4 separate regions of the Mus musculus genome follow, and all the other regions are linked to region 4. The links are chromatin contacts, called in public HiChIP or PLAC-seq maps. All regions are on one chromosome and are shown on one strand. The core of a region is the stretch at or near the end of the contact, and the rest is flanking DNA. Distances in the headings are between cores, read along the strand shown.

Evidence for each region. HiChIP or PLAC-seq counts read pairs in DNA pulled down with a chosen protein or histone mark.
Region 1: an H3K27ac HiChIP or PLAC-seq map of oligodendrocyte precursor cells shows a contact between it and region 4, with 7 times the contacts expected there. The contact joins two enhancer-like sites. A contact is called at or near these places in 1 of 484 Hi-C or Micro-C datasets (forebrain) and 6 of 115 datasets of contacts at active chromatin or transcription factors (astrocytes, bone marrow-derived macrophages, differentiating embryonic stem cells and 3 more).
Region 2: an H3K27ac HiChIP or PLAC-seq map of microglia shows a contact between it and region 4, with 6 times the contacts expected there. The contact joins two enhancer-like sites. A contact is called at or near these places in 2 of 484 Hi-C or Micro-C datasets (the HPC-7 cell line and bone marrow-derived macrophages) and 3 of 115 datasets of contacts at active chromatin or transcription factors (embryonic forebrain, microglia and stem cell-derived neural progenitor cells).
Region 3: an H3K27ac HiChIP or PLAC-seq map of microglia shows a contact between it and region 4, with 12 times the contacts expected there. The contact joins two enhancer-like sites. A contact is called at or near these places in 3 of 115 datasets of contacts at active chromatin or transcription factors (memory CD8 T cells, microglia and pancreatic cancer cells).

The regions. Positions count from the first base shown.
Region 1 is chr2:3,814,379-3,817,633 of GRCm38.p6, forward strand. It overlaps Gm36031 (a long non-coding RNA gene), which reads left to right. Exons shown (of 5, transcript XR_373951.3): 4 at 1,056-1,250. Among named protein-coding and RNA genes, the nearest start is that of Gm36031, 8.2 kb to the left of the region's middle. Within about 2 kb of position 1,848, at least 44 of the 459 cell types and tissues checked have an H3K27ac peak or open chromatin away from gene starts, as enhancers often do. A contact at or near this core is called in forebrain and oligodendrocyte precursor cells, where this site is marked.
Region 2 is chr2:3,667,274-3,670,775 of GRCm38.p6, forward strand. All of the region lies in intron 3 of LOC108168726, which reads left to right. Among named protein-coding and RNA genes, the nearest start is that of Fam107b, 44 kb to the right of the region's middle. Within about 2 kb of position 1,533, at least 91 of the 459 cell types and tissues checked have an H3K27ac peak or open chromatin away from gene starts, as enhancers often do. A contact at or near this core is called in the HPC-7 cell line, bone marrow-derived macrophages, microglia and 1 more, where this site is marked.
Region 3 is chr2:3,750,475-3,753,890 of GRCm38.p6, forward strand. The region is part of intron 1 of Fam107b (family with sequence similarity 107, member B); the gene reads left to right. Among named protein-coding and RNA genes, the nearest start is that of Fam107b, 39 kb to the left of the region's middle. Within about 2 kb of position 2,102, at least 105 of the 459 cell types and tissues checked have an H3K27ac peak or open chromatin away from gene starts, as enhancers often do. A contact at or near this core is called in microglia, where this site is marked.
Region 4 is chr2:4,553,444-4,557,008 of GRCm38.p6, forward strand. The region is part of intron 11 of Frmd4a (FERM domain containing 4A); the gene reads left to right. Among named protein-coding and RNA genes, the nearest start is that of Gm13179, 39 kb to the right of the region's middle. RefSeq lists an enhancer at 2,701-3,565. Within about 2 kb of position 1,913, at least 88 of the 459 cell types and tissues checked have an H3K27ac peak or open chromatin away from gene starts, as enhancers often do. A contact at or near this core is called in the HPC-7 cell line, bone marrow-derived macrophages, forebrain and 3 more, where this site is marked.

The DNA of each region.
Region 1 (3,255 bases), core at 598-3,097, 740 kb before region 4:
TGGGTGTTGCTGGTTTACTTCCATGCATCAGTTATTTTGTGTTACTCTGATAAAATATCTGATGAAAGCAACTTAAGGAAGGGTGTGACAAAGGATATAGTCCTTCGTGGTGAGGTGGCACGAAGGTGACAATGACTTTAGCTGTAGTGGCAAGGGCTTCAGGCAGGTGGTTATATTGTGCCCATGGCCAGGAAGCAGAGGAGATGAATCTGTTGGTCTGTTTACTAGTTTTTTTCTTCTGTTCTTCCTTTTTATACAATCTAGGATGCATACCCATTTGATAATGATGCCCATATTCAACCCAAGTCTTGTTTACCAGTTGAATCTCTCTGGAAACCTTCACAGTCATACCTAGAGGTGTATCTCCTGGGTGATTCTAAATTTGATCTAATTGACAATGAATATTAATTATTTCATTTTCCAAACATAGGCGGTCTCATGGATTTGAACTATCTCTTGCTACTCTTGGTAGCTAGTATAATTTACAGTTATACTGGAATATAATGGGTCCATATGATGAAGGCGTTGCTCCCTGTGTGGCACTATGGGGTGGAAGTAGAACCTTTTAGGGGTGGGGGAAGGGCCTAATGGAAGCGATTTTGCTGTTTTTAAGGCGAGGTCTTGGTGTGCAGCTCAAGCCACTTAATACTTGCTAGGTAGCCCAGGCTGGTCTTGAACACACAGCAGGTCTCTGTTCTCTTTGAGTGCTGGGACTGCAGGTGTGCACCAGAAGCTGCCTCCAGTGGCGGTGCTCAGGCCTCTTCAAAGAGGACAGTAGATGGCACCTCAGCCCCTTCCCCTTTCTTCTGCCTTTGCACCATAAGTGGATAGCTCTGCCCTACCACACGCTCCCCGCCATGAGAGGACTAGATGCAACAGACCCTAGAGCAATAGTAACCAATGCAGACCCCCAAACCTAAATATATCTTTGTAAATGGAGCTTTTCTTTCCTCTTTGTAAGTAGATCATCTCAGATATTTATGCTAGTGGCAGAAAGCTAACAGTGACCTCTGAGCCACAATGATACCATCCCCTTCTGTGAATCCTTGGACCAGGTGCATCTGATTGGATCTGGTCACAGAAGATACTTTGCGAAGTATTCGGATGAATCAACAACCGAGAATCACCGCCAGGAAGGAGGAACTGCCACACCTTCCTTTGTTTATGTTTCCTAGCTGTGGCCTACACAAACCCACATTCAGCCTGACAGAGAGCGGGATCGGTGCTTTCCGGAACCTACTGAAAAACTGGTATTATGATTATATTTTCATGTTCCAGACTTATTGAAATGGCTTTTAGTCCCTATGCTAAGGTCAAAGGTTTAATGGATGCTTAAAAAATCTATTATTTTTATTTCCTACATTTGAGTATTTGCCTGCACATGTGTATGTGTACCACGTGTATCGCTGATGATGGCAGAGTCCAGAAGAGGGTGTTGGATCCCCTGCAGCTGGAGTCACAGATGGTTGTGAGCCTCCTGATGTGAGTGCTGAGAACTGAACCCAGGTCCTCTGGAAGAGCAGCAAGTGCTCTTAACTACTGAGCACCTTATAGGTGTCTAATAATACTTTTTAATCACGTGACATTTTGCTCAAGTCTTCTTTAAACTAGTATGTTGGCTTATATTTACCCATTCTCAATTTTCTTAGTTTTCCAGGAAGGGAGAAAAACCCACTTTTAACATTTTAAATTTAAATTTAAATTTAAATTTTAACATTTAAATGAATACTAGCCTTCAAAGAAACTCTAATAATCACAAGGTAAGAGGTAAATATGGGGGTGAACAGCAACAGCGAGCAGTAGACAAGTAACTCAACACTAGAGGTCCCTCTCTTCTTAAGATCTAAAGGCCTGCCCTGTCTGGGATCTTAGCCAGCTTCAGTGGCTTCTGACTGGGAACAGAAAGTGAGGAGCAAAGGAAATCTGAACCAGAGAATTCTTTGTGGCATTGCAAATTAGATCTCAGGCAGCAGAGGCCTGCATCACTGAGTTCTGGCTCGCCCACAAAGTATTTGCTCCCCAACTCTCAGCCCCAGCTTCATTTTGTTCTATTTCTATCTGCTTCTTAATTTAGCCATGTGACTGCATTCAAACCCTTTTATCTCGTCCCCATCTGGAAGGCAATCTGGGTTGGTCCTGAATTTTTATTCCTGTGGAATAGAAGAGAGTGACAGAGTCCCCACTGCTCCTCCGAGGGTCACTGCGATGCCGAGGTGAACTGAGGGATTTCACAGATCAGGTGGCAAGGGCTCATGGCAGACAGGAAGAAGCTGACATTATTCACACGCAGCTAGCAAGTCAGAGAAATGAGGGCTTAGATGAGGGCTGTTGTTTTCCAGCAAGGGCCAGTGTCTGGCAGGCAAAGAACTAAGGAGACAGTCTCGTGAGAAGGCCAGAGCTTGCTTTTAAAACCGGGAAGACAATGGCGACCAATACTGGGAAGGAAATGGAAAGATCACATAGGAAAGGAAAGCTCTCTTCTTCGTCTTAGTAGTGTCACCTCCGGTGAAGAAGGGGACACCGAGGGTGACAGTCTCTTTGGAGGTCTCCATGATGCTCATGTTTTTCTTTTTAATGTTGTGTGAAATTTTAGCTTCATTGTGAAGTCTAGACAGAGCCTGGTCCTTTCTCTGTGTCTGTCTCCCAGAGGCTTCTGTTTTCTTCTACAGACACACATACCTCAGCATCCTTTGTGGCCTGGTGGTGGAGCTGGAAGCAGCATTGGACACTCTGTAGTGACCAGAAGTAGTGTGTGTGTGTGTGGTATTTGTGTGGTGTGTGTGGTATGTGTTTGTGTGGTGTGTGTGTGTGTGGGGGTGTGGTGTGTATGCTTGTGTGGTGTGTGTATGTGTGTGTGGTGTGTGTATGTGTGTGTGGTGTGTGTGTGTGCTTGTGTGGTATGTGTGTGTGTGGTGTGTGTCTGCTTGTGTGTGGTACATGTGTGTGTATGTGTGCTTTATGTGGTGTGTGTGTGTGTGTGTGTGTGTGTGTGTGTGTGTGGTGTGTCTGTGCATGCAAGCACTTGTGCAAGGCTCATGGTGACTCTGGAAGGAGGTCCAGAAAATTTAGTCAAAACAACGTTACAGTCTAGAAATGGGATCATAAACTCTGGGGACTAGAGGATAAGTCCTTGGCCTTGGAAGCTCCTTTCTCCATTGTGCTAAGTTCAGCCTGAGAAAAACCAGTTCAGGGCTCATGGCCTATGTGCAAGAGCTATGCCTAGTGTTTCTTAGGTCTCAGTCCCCAGTCCCTTTG
Region 2 (3,502 bases), core at 283-2,782, 890 kb before region 4:
TGAAGATGGAGAAGAAAATGTGTAGACATCTTCCTTTCTTATAACCAGAAAGCAATAATGACAAGCTGTCTGTCTTTTTGTAGTATTATCTTGTGTGTAAGAAACCCAAACTGAAACTTACATTTCATTTACCCTTCTGCTTCTTGTTAATTCTACTGTCAGCTAAACCAATCCTAAATGTGCATCTTTTTTGTTGTTGTTTTGTTTTTTGAGGCAGTGTTTATCTGTGTAACCCTGGCTGTCCTGGAACTCACTCTGTAGACCAAGCTGGCCTCGAACTCAGAAATCTTCCTGCCTCTGCCTCCCAAGTGCTGGGATTAAAGGCGTGCGCCACCACTGCCCGGCCTAACTGTGTATCTTATACAGGATCTTGTTGTGTGAGCTCTTCCTGGGGGATATATAAACAAATGTTTACTCAATCAAGACAGAGGACCAGTGATGGACCAAAGTAATGATTTCACCTCCCAAAGTCCAATGAATTTACTGGGCTTACTTGCATGTGTAGGGGGTTACTTATAGGAGAACAGGTAATCCCCAAACAGCTGCACCCCCTCCCCAAATCTCACCTTAGCATGTATGCTGACATCCCCATAGTTGTATAGAAGGAAGTTTCCCACACTCAGTCTGTCATGTACAGCTGGATGGGTTGTGTAGGAAGGAAGGAATGGAATCTTAGGTGAGGCTCTAATGACCTTCCCAATCCTCCCCTTCTATGAAGGAACCTCAAAAGACAGCCTCGAGGACCTATTTTGTACAGTCAGCTCTCCTGAAGGATGGATGGCTTTGATGCTCTAAGAATAGCTTTTCACAAAAGGTCTGGAGACATAGTGAAGGAAAGATCTCATCTTTGTATTTTGTTTTGTTTTTGTTTTTTGTTTGTTTGTTTGTTTGTTTGTTTTTCAAGACAGGGTTTCTCTATAGCCCTGGCTGTCCTGGAACTCACTCTGTAGACCAGGCTGTTCTCGAACTCAGAAATCCGACTGCCTCTGCCTCCCAAGTGCTGGTATTAAAGGCGTGCGCCACCGCATGCCTGGCCTCATCTTTGTATTTTTATCTCCATCTGAGCACCCAACTCAGAGCTGAGCAAGTCCTGGTATGTCTTAATGAATGGAGACATTGAATACAAGGAACATGGACAGCTATTTATGTGCAACTGTGTTGGAGTTGTGAGCATCTGAAGATGAAAAAAAGAAAAAAAAAACATTGTCACTTCAAGGAGTTGTTAATAAAGTAGTGGAAGAGAACGTCGCTGACTGCACCTAGCACACTCAGATCGGTCAAGGCGGGAACAAGCCAGTCTCCTGGTTTCACAAAAACAAGACACCTGTTTATTTCTCCTTTCACCCCAGCACCTCTAGCTCTTTGGCATCTGCTGGAAAAGGCCGAACTTGGCTTAGGGTAACCATGACGCCTGTGCTTTGAGAGCTGGTCTTTCTCCCTCCTGCCTCTGGTGAAGCCTAAGAAAGGTTGTTCTAGGGACTTCTGAATAGCCTGAGTTAGCTGCCCTTGGAACTAGGAGGAAGTGGTCCCCTAGCAACAGCAGCCTCTGAAAGCCTCTTAGCCCAGTACTTCTCTGGCTTTTTGTTCCTGCTCCTGCATGTTGCCTCTCAGCAACAGGCCAGAGTGACTGCGCATGCTCTGAGGGAAGACTAGCCAGTTAAATTCTGGTGGTTCAGTTTTTCCAAGCCAAAGGCTTTCTTCCTCTTTGGGTCCAGCTTCCTTGTGCGATCTGGGGCCCATTTTGCTGTTGGTTAGACTGTAATTACCTCAGACCTTCCTTCCTTCCTTCCTCCCTTTAACTTTTGACCCAAAATGGAAACGACTGAGGTGACAAGAAAACTTTAACCAAGCTTTCCTACACTGGAATATTTATTGCACATTTTCCAAACTTGCTAAATTTATTAAGAAGGGCTAAATTTATTAAGAAGGTTTAGTATATTTTTTTGTTCTCTCCAAAAGATCGATCCTTATCTCACTCATTCATTCTATTTTTCTATTGATACCAAAAATATTTTTATTCCTTAATTATATCAGTACCTTAATAAAAATGTAAATATGCACGAGATATATGGGACAGGATAAAATGTCCTCCTAGAGAGTGTTGGCTGTACTACTTTGGGTTCCAGAGACAGTCCTGACCAGAGGCATTGGTTCGGTCCCTTCTGAAGCCCCAGCCTTCTATATTAGCATTCTATTACAGCACAGAACTCTAACACATACCTTACCCTGCTGGCAGGAAATTCCTTGTTTTACTTTCAAACAGCAACTGCACAGCAGAGCACCAGACTCACAGGAGATGACTATGTATCTGCCCAGCACTTAACAACTTCTGCTGTTGAATGACAGCTGGTAGCTAGTTGTAACTGAGACTGATGGCATCCTGAATCCTAGTCTGCTAATACCCTTAAATGTGGACTCTCCATCTACTCTTTCAACTATCAAGTATTGGTAGCTGAGTGTCTCCTAAGTGGGAGACTCTGTACTGTCTGGTGGGTGGGTGGGGCATGAAAACATCACAGTTGGTTTTCAGGTCCCAAAGAAATAAATGGCTAACTGATGTGTCTATTAGCATGCCAAAAACACATCGTTGGCCTTTTTAGGATCACTCAGTACCTGTGGCTCCTCCCAGCACTTCTTGCCCAGCCTCCTACCCTGAAGCTCTGCAGCCTAGAGGCTCCCCCCCGCCCCCTTCTGCCTTCCCATTCTATATATAAATCTGCCATTTTGGCCATGAGCTCTCTTGACTCTCTTCCTTCTCTTTTGGTCTTCTTTCTTGTCTCTTTCTCTTCTTTCTCTTCCACTCTCTGACTTCTCTCTCCTCTCATGGCCCTGTTCAGGTTTGCTAGCTATGTTCAATCTGCTTTTTTCTCTCCTTGCTCTGGGATCTTCCAGATGTCTCTGGCTGTTCTCTCCTTCATATCTACAACAAAAACTATATCTAGGAGGGTCATGTTCTCATTCGCATCCATTCGTGACCTTGAAGAGACCTCAGTTTCAAACAGACAATGTGCTGTGTTGTCTGTAAGTCTTGTGGGTTAAGTATCTCTTTCATCACGCTGCCCTAGCAAAAGTGATGGTGGTGATTTAGAATAAAACCTCCTTTCTTTGAGAGTGGTCCAACAAACTGAAGTACGAAGAGAGGTGTGAGCTTTATGTCTGTATTGTTGATAGAAGACTTCATTTCTAATGCAGTGAGTCCAGCTCTTGTTATTATCTTCTTAATAATCAAGATAAAAAAACAGTAAGCCCCCTGCCTCATGATGTCCTGTTTGTACCCTCCTGAAGTGTTTCTAATCAGTGTGACATATGTCAGCATAAGTGACAGAAAACAGAAGTCGTTTATCTGCGACCTGGAAAAAGTAGAAAATGAATCCTAGCTTGGGGTGGGATTTGAATTGTTACTGTTTAAGCTATGCTTCCCCCCAACCACCCCACATAATTTTCCTCTAGTGAAAAAAGGAAAAATAAATGTATCTAAGCAGCTAATTAATCCCCCAGTAAC
Region 3 (3,416 bases), core at 852-3,351, 800 kb before region 4:
TACATCAGGGAGGGGGTTAAAGATTATCGGGAGAATTATATTTGTTCATAGTGATATAGGTCTCCTCTCTCCCTGATGGAAGATGGAAAGCAGACTGGCCGAGAGAATTTTGTTGTTTTGCTTCCATTTATTAAGATGTTTTCCAAAAGCAGTGTCAGAAATTTACTTATAAATAACAAAACAGCTACAATAAATCAAATGTTCAAAAGTAACTTTTCAGAGTTCTTAAAATATAGTGACTCAACACATGCAAATTTCTTTTTTAAAAATATTTATTTACTTATTAGTTTAAGTGTGTGTGTGTGTTGGTGTCTGTGTGTACATGTGCAATGTGCCTATGCAGTGAAGTCACACCTTACATTCTGGATCCCCTTACTTCCACTTTCTTGGCTGTCAGTGCAGCCATTTGCCCCTGAGCCTGGCTCTACCATTCATGTTTAGGTAAGTGAGACAGGATCTTCTGAGCTTCAGGTGGGTCCTCAGTCTTGGAGTCAGTTTGGGAGGTCACAGTGAGCTTTTAGAAGCTGAAGCGATGGGCATGTCAGAATGCGCAGCAGGTAGGAGAATCATGAGACGGGTCCTTTGGAACCTTAACTTCATCTAATTGTAGGGTCTGTCCATGTCACTGTGTATAGTGGCTTATACACAGAAACATTTGAAAGTCACTGATCTGGGATAGTGTAGGTTTTACCCAAGTATTTCAGGGTGAATTTAATTATGCACAGGGGAAGTGCTGGTTACTATGTCTTTCTTAGCTCTTTTCCACAGCTAACTGAGTAGGCTCAGAGGGAGCGTTCTTTAGAATTTAAGAATTTCTGAGTTGGAGGCCAGCCTGGTCTTTTCCAGGACAGCCAGGACTACATAGAGAAACCCTGTCTCAAAAAAAAAAAGAAGCTGGTGGTTACGATGGTGTTGTTTTACTGTGTCCTCCTTCCTTCACTGTCTCCCACTAAGATCTTTCAAGTCATTGTGAGCCACATTCAGCTGATCCCATTGTCACATGAAGCATGACGCACGGAGGAGGTGACCACTCAGACTGTAATTTCCAAATTTAAGTGTATTTTCTTTGTTCTACACTAAATATAATAGTTCCGGATCCTTCATGATAGAATCAAGCTATGTGTCCCCAAAAGCAGATGTCTTAGAAGGTGAGTGTGTGTCACGCACACACACACACACACGCACACACACACACAGTGGACAGTAAGGGAAGGCAGACTAATTCTGTGAGGTCAAATAAGAGAAACTAGTATCCCTTCTACCGTGAAGGCTTTGAAACGTGGGGACTTTGGAGACTGTGGTGGTAAGTGAAGGTAGAAATGAGAGCTGCTGTTGAACTGATAAGTCAGAGGGTGAAACGGATTATTACTTCAATACTGAACATTCATAGATGAAATTAGGATCCTTCCCTCCCTACCTCCCTCCCTTCTTTCCTTCCTTCCCACGGAGTCTTGCTATAAGGCTCAGGCTGGCCTTCAGTTCATGATCCCCTCCCCTTTTCTTCTTTTTTCCTTTGTGGTGCTGAGGATAGAACCCCTGGCCTTATGCAGCTAGGCAAGCGGGGCACCAGCCCTGATGGACTTTCTTCCTAACAGGTTACATGCATTCTGTGTTTAAGTATTTTCTAACTATAAAATGAGGTTTTCTCATATACTTGGAATCTTATTCAGTATGATACTTATAAGATTGCAAACCAGAATTTAGTTCCAGGTTTTGTTCCTTTATTTGTCTTGAAAAAAAAAAAAACTTTTAAAAGAATTGCTCATTCTTTTCCCTTATATTTTTTCTACATTTTACTTTCAGCATTTGATCTCTTTAAGAAGGTAGAATCATTTTTTTTCACATTAGTTTTTTTTTTCCCCCACAAGGGAAGTCATGATACATGCGCCCTTTGTTAGAGAATTATTTTATAATTGTTCATCCGGAAGCAATTCACAAGTTCCTTTATAGCCAACTGTAGTAAGGGTGAAGCTGGTGTTGTGACTGTGCAGACGTGTCATTTGTCTGTGTCCTTCTTATTTACTTAGTCACCAGTCGTCCCTATGTTTGTATATTTAAAGACAGGTTCCTTTAAAAGTAAGCCCTGCCTCTTGCGACACCAACTGTGAGAGAAGTCGGAGCTGAGGGCAAGTCTCTGGGTGCTGAGTTACTGGGTAATGAACCCTGTGGCAGCAAAGGACATGGAAACGTGTGGGACTCGGTTGGCTGCTGGGAGGGTGATGGATTTTCATTGCATTAGGAAGGGCATGGGGTACAGCTCCCACTCTTTACTTGCTCACTGTAGCTGTTAAGAAGGTTTGTTTAAGGAAGACATGTTGCACGTAGTTGAAGTTGGTGTTTGGCTGCAGTACTGTCCGACAGTCATAGGTTGACAGCTGTGCCATGGGTTGCTGGAGTGAGCAAGTAGATGGGGATGTGTTGGTTCCTGGGGCCAGAGCCCTAATACCCAGTAATCAGGGTGGGCCACAGCCTCAGTGGTGGGAGGTTGGTGTTTTCACATACGGTGTGGGAGGGTGGAGCACCACGGGGAGTTGTCTTAGGTACTGTTCTGTGGCTCTGAAAAGGCCGTGACTGAGGCAACACCTAGGAACGAAGAATCGAATCATGGGCTTGCTCTACAGCTTCAGAAGTTAGTCTGTTATCACCATGGTAAAGAGCATGCCAGCACACAGGCAGAAGTAGCTGAGAGTTCTACATCCTCATCTGTAGGCTGGGGGCAGAGGGGGGCAGGAACAGGACTTTTAAACCCCCACAGAATAGATGTGGCCTTGTTGTGGGAAGTATTTGGGTTCTGGGGATGTGAACTCAGGTTGTTAGGTTTCCATGCAAGTATGGGTACTCACTGAGCTGTCTCTCATTCTGAATTTTGAAATTTTTTTTTTATTCAGTTTTGGGGATAGAATTTGGATACTTGCATATTCTAGGCAAGATTCTACCACTGAGCCAGAACCCCAGTGCTGGAGTGTTTTGTAGGCAGTGAGCATCCTTCCGATTCCCCTAAGGATAAAGGTCATTATGCCTTGCAGACATCATGGCACCTGAGGTGTAGCCAGCTTATTCTAGCTCCTCACTGCCTGTGTTCCTTGTTTGCTAGGAAGGCAGTTGCTGTTTTCCTCGGTCTGATTTGCAGAGTTCCCTGTGCCAGCCTGTGGCTGGATAGCCAGCCCGGGGCTTAAGTTGAATCAGCTTCTTAAGTTGAATCAGCTTCAGGATTGGGTGTGTAGGGGGCAGGTTACCCAGGCCACTGTTTATAGCAAGGCAGTAGTTTCTGGGCGCTGAGGTGCTCTTGTCTTTGTTTGTCTTGTGGCTCCTCAGGGCAGCCTGTGGGAAATGGGAAAGTGGAAAGGCCTGGTGTCTTAGGAAGACAGGCCTGCAGAGGGAGTGAAATAATGTGTGGGGTTCATTCTGAGAAAGAG
Region 4 (3,565 bases), core at 663-3,162:
CTGCCAGGCCAAGGTTATCTTGTTGTTGTCTTTGTGTTGGCTAGGTTTTTGTCAACGTGGACATAAGCTAGACTCATCTGTCAATAGGGAACTTCAGCAAAGTAAATGCCTCTGTAAGACGAGCCTGCAAGGTAGCCTGCCTGTGAGGCGTTTCCTTCATCAGTGATGGATGGTGAAGAGCCAGGCTCATTATGGGCAGTGCTATCCCTGGGAAAGTGATCCTGTTTGTGGGGAGGCAGTGGGGAGCTAGTAGGCAGCATTCTTCCATGGCTCCTACTTCAGTCCCTGCTGCAAGATTCCTGCTTTGAGTTCCTACCCTGAATTCCTTTGATGATGGAGTGACCTGAGAGTTGGCAATGGAAGCTGGCCTTCATTGTCCACGGCGATTAGTTAGTTCCAGAGCCTTGGGTTAGTAAACCCCTTACATAAAATAATGCAGTATTTGCCTATGACCCATTATGATTGTCTCTATACTTTCACTTCTTTCAGTTCTAGAAGCAGGGTTTCACTGTTTAACTGAGCCTGGCCTGGGACTCTCTACACTGTGCATCCTAATCTGGATTCAAACTGCCAACAATCTTCTGCCTCAGCCCTTTGAGTACTAGGATTATAGATGGAAGCCAACATGTTCAGGTTCCCAAATACTTTAACTCATGTCTATCAGGTTTGTAGTGCTTAATTCAGTAGAAATGCTATGGAAGTAGTTATGGTATGATATCCATTTGGGAATAGTGACAAGATTTAAAATAACAAAAACAAAAAACAAAAAAACAGTGTTCAGTCCATATAATTTTTTTCAAATATTTTCAACCCCTGGGCGGAAGGACGAGCAGACGCATACACTGTGGGGTGAAGGGATAGCTGTAGAAATACATGCTGGGGGCTGGTGAGATGGCTCAGTGGTTAAGAGCATCAACTGCTCTTCCAAAGGTCCCGAGTTCAGATCCCAGCAACCACATGTGGCTCACAACCATCTGTAACAAAAATCTGATGCCCTCTTCTGGAGTGTCTGAAGACAGCTACAGTGTACACACATATAATAAATAAATAAGTCTTAAAAAAAATACACGCTGGGTGTCGTGTTCTTCCTCTTGCCCAGGAGCATAGCCAGTACCAAGCAGACATCCACAAATGCCAGTGGATAAAAGAGCTTAGATTAGATGGAGATCTGTGGTCGACCACAATACCTCTGCCTCTCTTTTCTTTATAAATAGAGTAAACCATATTGGACGCCTACAAAAGTATTTGTGTCCATATTTAAAATGGACACAAAGTCCCAACTCTTCTTCCTCATTCGGATGCCTGCTTCTGTCTTCTCCCATACATTCCCGGGATGCACGAGACCAAGTCCCCTGCATGCACGACATTGGGAATTTTCTGTGGCACCTCTATTTGATGCCTCATTTTTTTAATGTCCTGATAGAAAGATAAACGCAGGGAGTCATGTGTGATGGTGTCTCAGGAAAGAGCAGAAGTGAAATTAGGAAGTGGGGTTTGTTTTTGTTTTTTATTTTGTTGTTTTGTTTTTGTCTTTCTGTCTTGTTCTGTGCTTGGGGACCATTACTATATGTGTCCTCCTCTTTGAGAACTTGGGCGTGTTTGGAATGTACGCAACATCATGTGCCATCAGATGGCCAAAGCTAGTCTCTCTAGGATCTGAAGCATCATTGTTCTTGCTCTTCACTGGGGCTTTGTGGCACAATAGAAAAAGACCAGGACAAGAAGTCACAAGCCAGGTCCCAACATCAATCACATACTTAACCTCTGGCGGCTCTGAGTCTCTGCCCACCAGAGCAACTTCATCTGGGAAAGGAGGACGCGATCCAGATGGCTGATTGGATTCTGTATAATGGTCCCTCTGGATGAAGCAGGAAGTTACTCACAGGGAGGTCATTTAGGGGCTCTATGACTCAGCCTCGGGGACAGGAGGAAGACAAGGCTCCCTAAAGTCCTGGTGGAGAATCAGAGCCATTAGGCTGGGCTTCCTCTCAAGTCGTTATTTCTACACCATCCTGACAGCCTGCCGCCTACTCCACATGCCAGCCCACAATGCTTCACAAGTGCTGGCTGGAGAGGAAGTCCAGTGGAGCCGAGGCCTCGTCCTCAGCCATGCACAGGATGTGTGAATCTAGTGGACTAATTGGAGCCAGGGTCTGGGAGGCCCCTGCTCATTAAGGATTTATAGAGCACCTTGTCATATTCAGGGCCCAAAGACAATAGTTATTAGCCACTTTTGTTTGCTCTCCATGGATAAATGTTTCCCTTCTTGGTTTTATACATGAGGGCACTTGGGACCAGAATGAGACAGTAGAGGACCTGTGACCCTAGGAAGCCTAGGTCAAAGGCTGAGAGCCCTTATCTGGGACCATTGGGGTTCCAATGATGGTAGCAAACACTGGTTTAGTAAAACCCCTTCCTGATGGTTCCTCTAAGCCATCTTTAGAAACCTCTTAACTCGTACAATTACCACAATCCTTATTATCAGAGACAGGGACTTGATAGTATCTGAGGCTGATCCTCTTGCCTCAGCCTTCTGAGTGATGGGCTCACAAGCAAGAGCCACCATGCTAGGTTAACGCTTTTATTTCCTACGCAAGCTCCAGTCATAACTAAGGCTATTGTTATATCCCCACGTCCATTCATAACTAAGACTATTGTCGTCTCTTAGTCTCTGACTGAGGCTGCTGAGTGTTGAGGCAGGTGCTCTGTAGAGCCTGGATGAAGGTAGATCTACAAGAAAGGAGGACACATGTATTATTCGTATTATTATTATATTTATAGTGTGAAAGCAAAGCAGAGTGATCATGTCTGGGAGAACAAGCCTGGCTGGAAGCCCCTTTCTCACAGCCGCCGCCTGGTTGCTCCTTTGTGAGAAAGCACTCCACTTGTAAAGTTAACCACGCATCAGTGAGTGAGAGCTGTTCTCGCTAATTGGCGGGGTCCCGGGAACGCAGCATAATTAGCAGCTGGAGTAATGGACCAGGTGCCTTGGACTTCTATTTCTGGTTCCTTCGGAAACCAGTTGTGTGGCCCGAGGCAGTTTCCCCTCACTTCTTGTGTGCCTTGTTTCTTTTCCTTCACCCTCAAGAAAATTTGCAGTTTTTCTTCACAAAGGGCAGGGAGGGGGCTGCTCAGTGAGCAAGGAAACAAAAGTGTCTGTGGGGATTTGTGGAGATGCATAGCCAAAATGCCCTGATTTAACAGGTATTGATCAGTAGAAACTCTGATTATTGATAGGACCACATAGTTGAGTTTATAATTAGATTGTTGGGCATAGAAGTAGCTGAAGTCTTTAGGGAGCTAGCCCAGTCATTGCCACGACTGTCTGGTGTGTCTTTATGACACATCCCAAATCATAGTGCCAGGGATGGGTTGTCGTCTCTGCAAACCAGGGCATGGGGGCTCCTCCTGAGCAGCCCCCAGGGATGGTGCAGTACCAGCAGAGTGAGAGCTCATCCCCCGATATTTACAGGAAAACAGGAAACTGGACATCTCCCCTTTGCCTCTCTCCATATTGTCGGTTTTTATTGGTCTGTTTGGTTGCTTTTGTTTTGTTTTGTTTTGG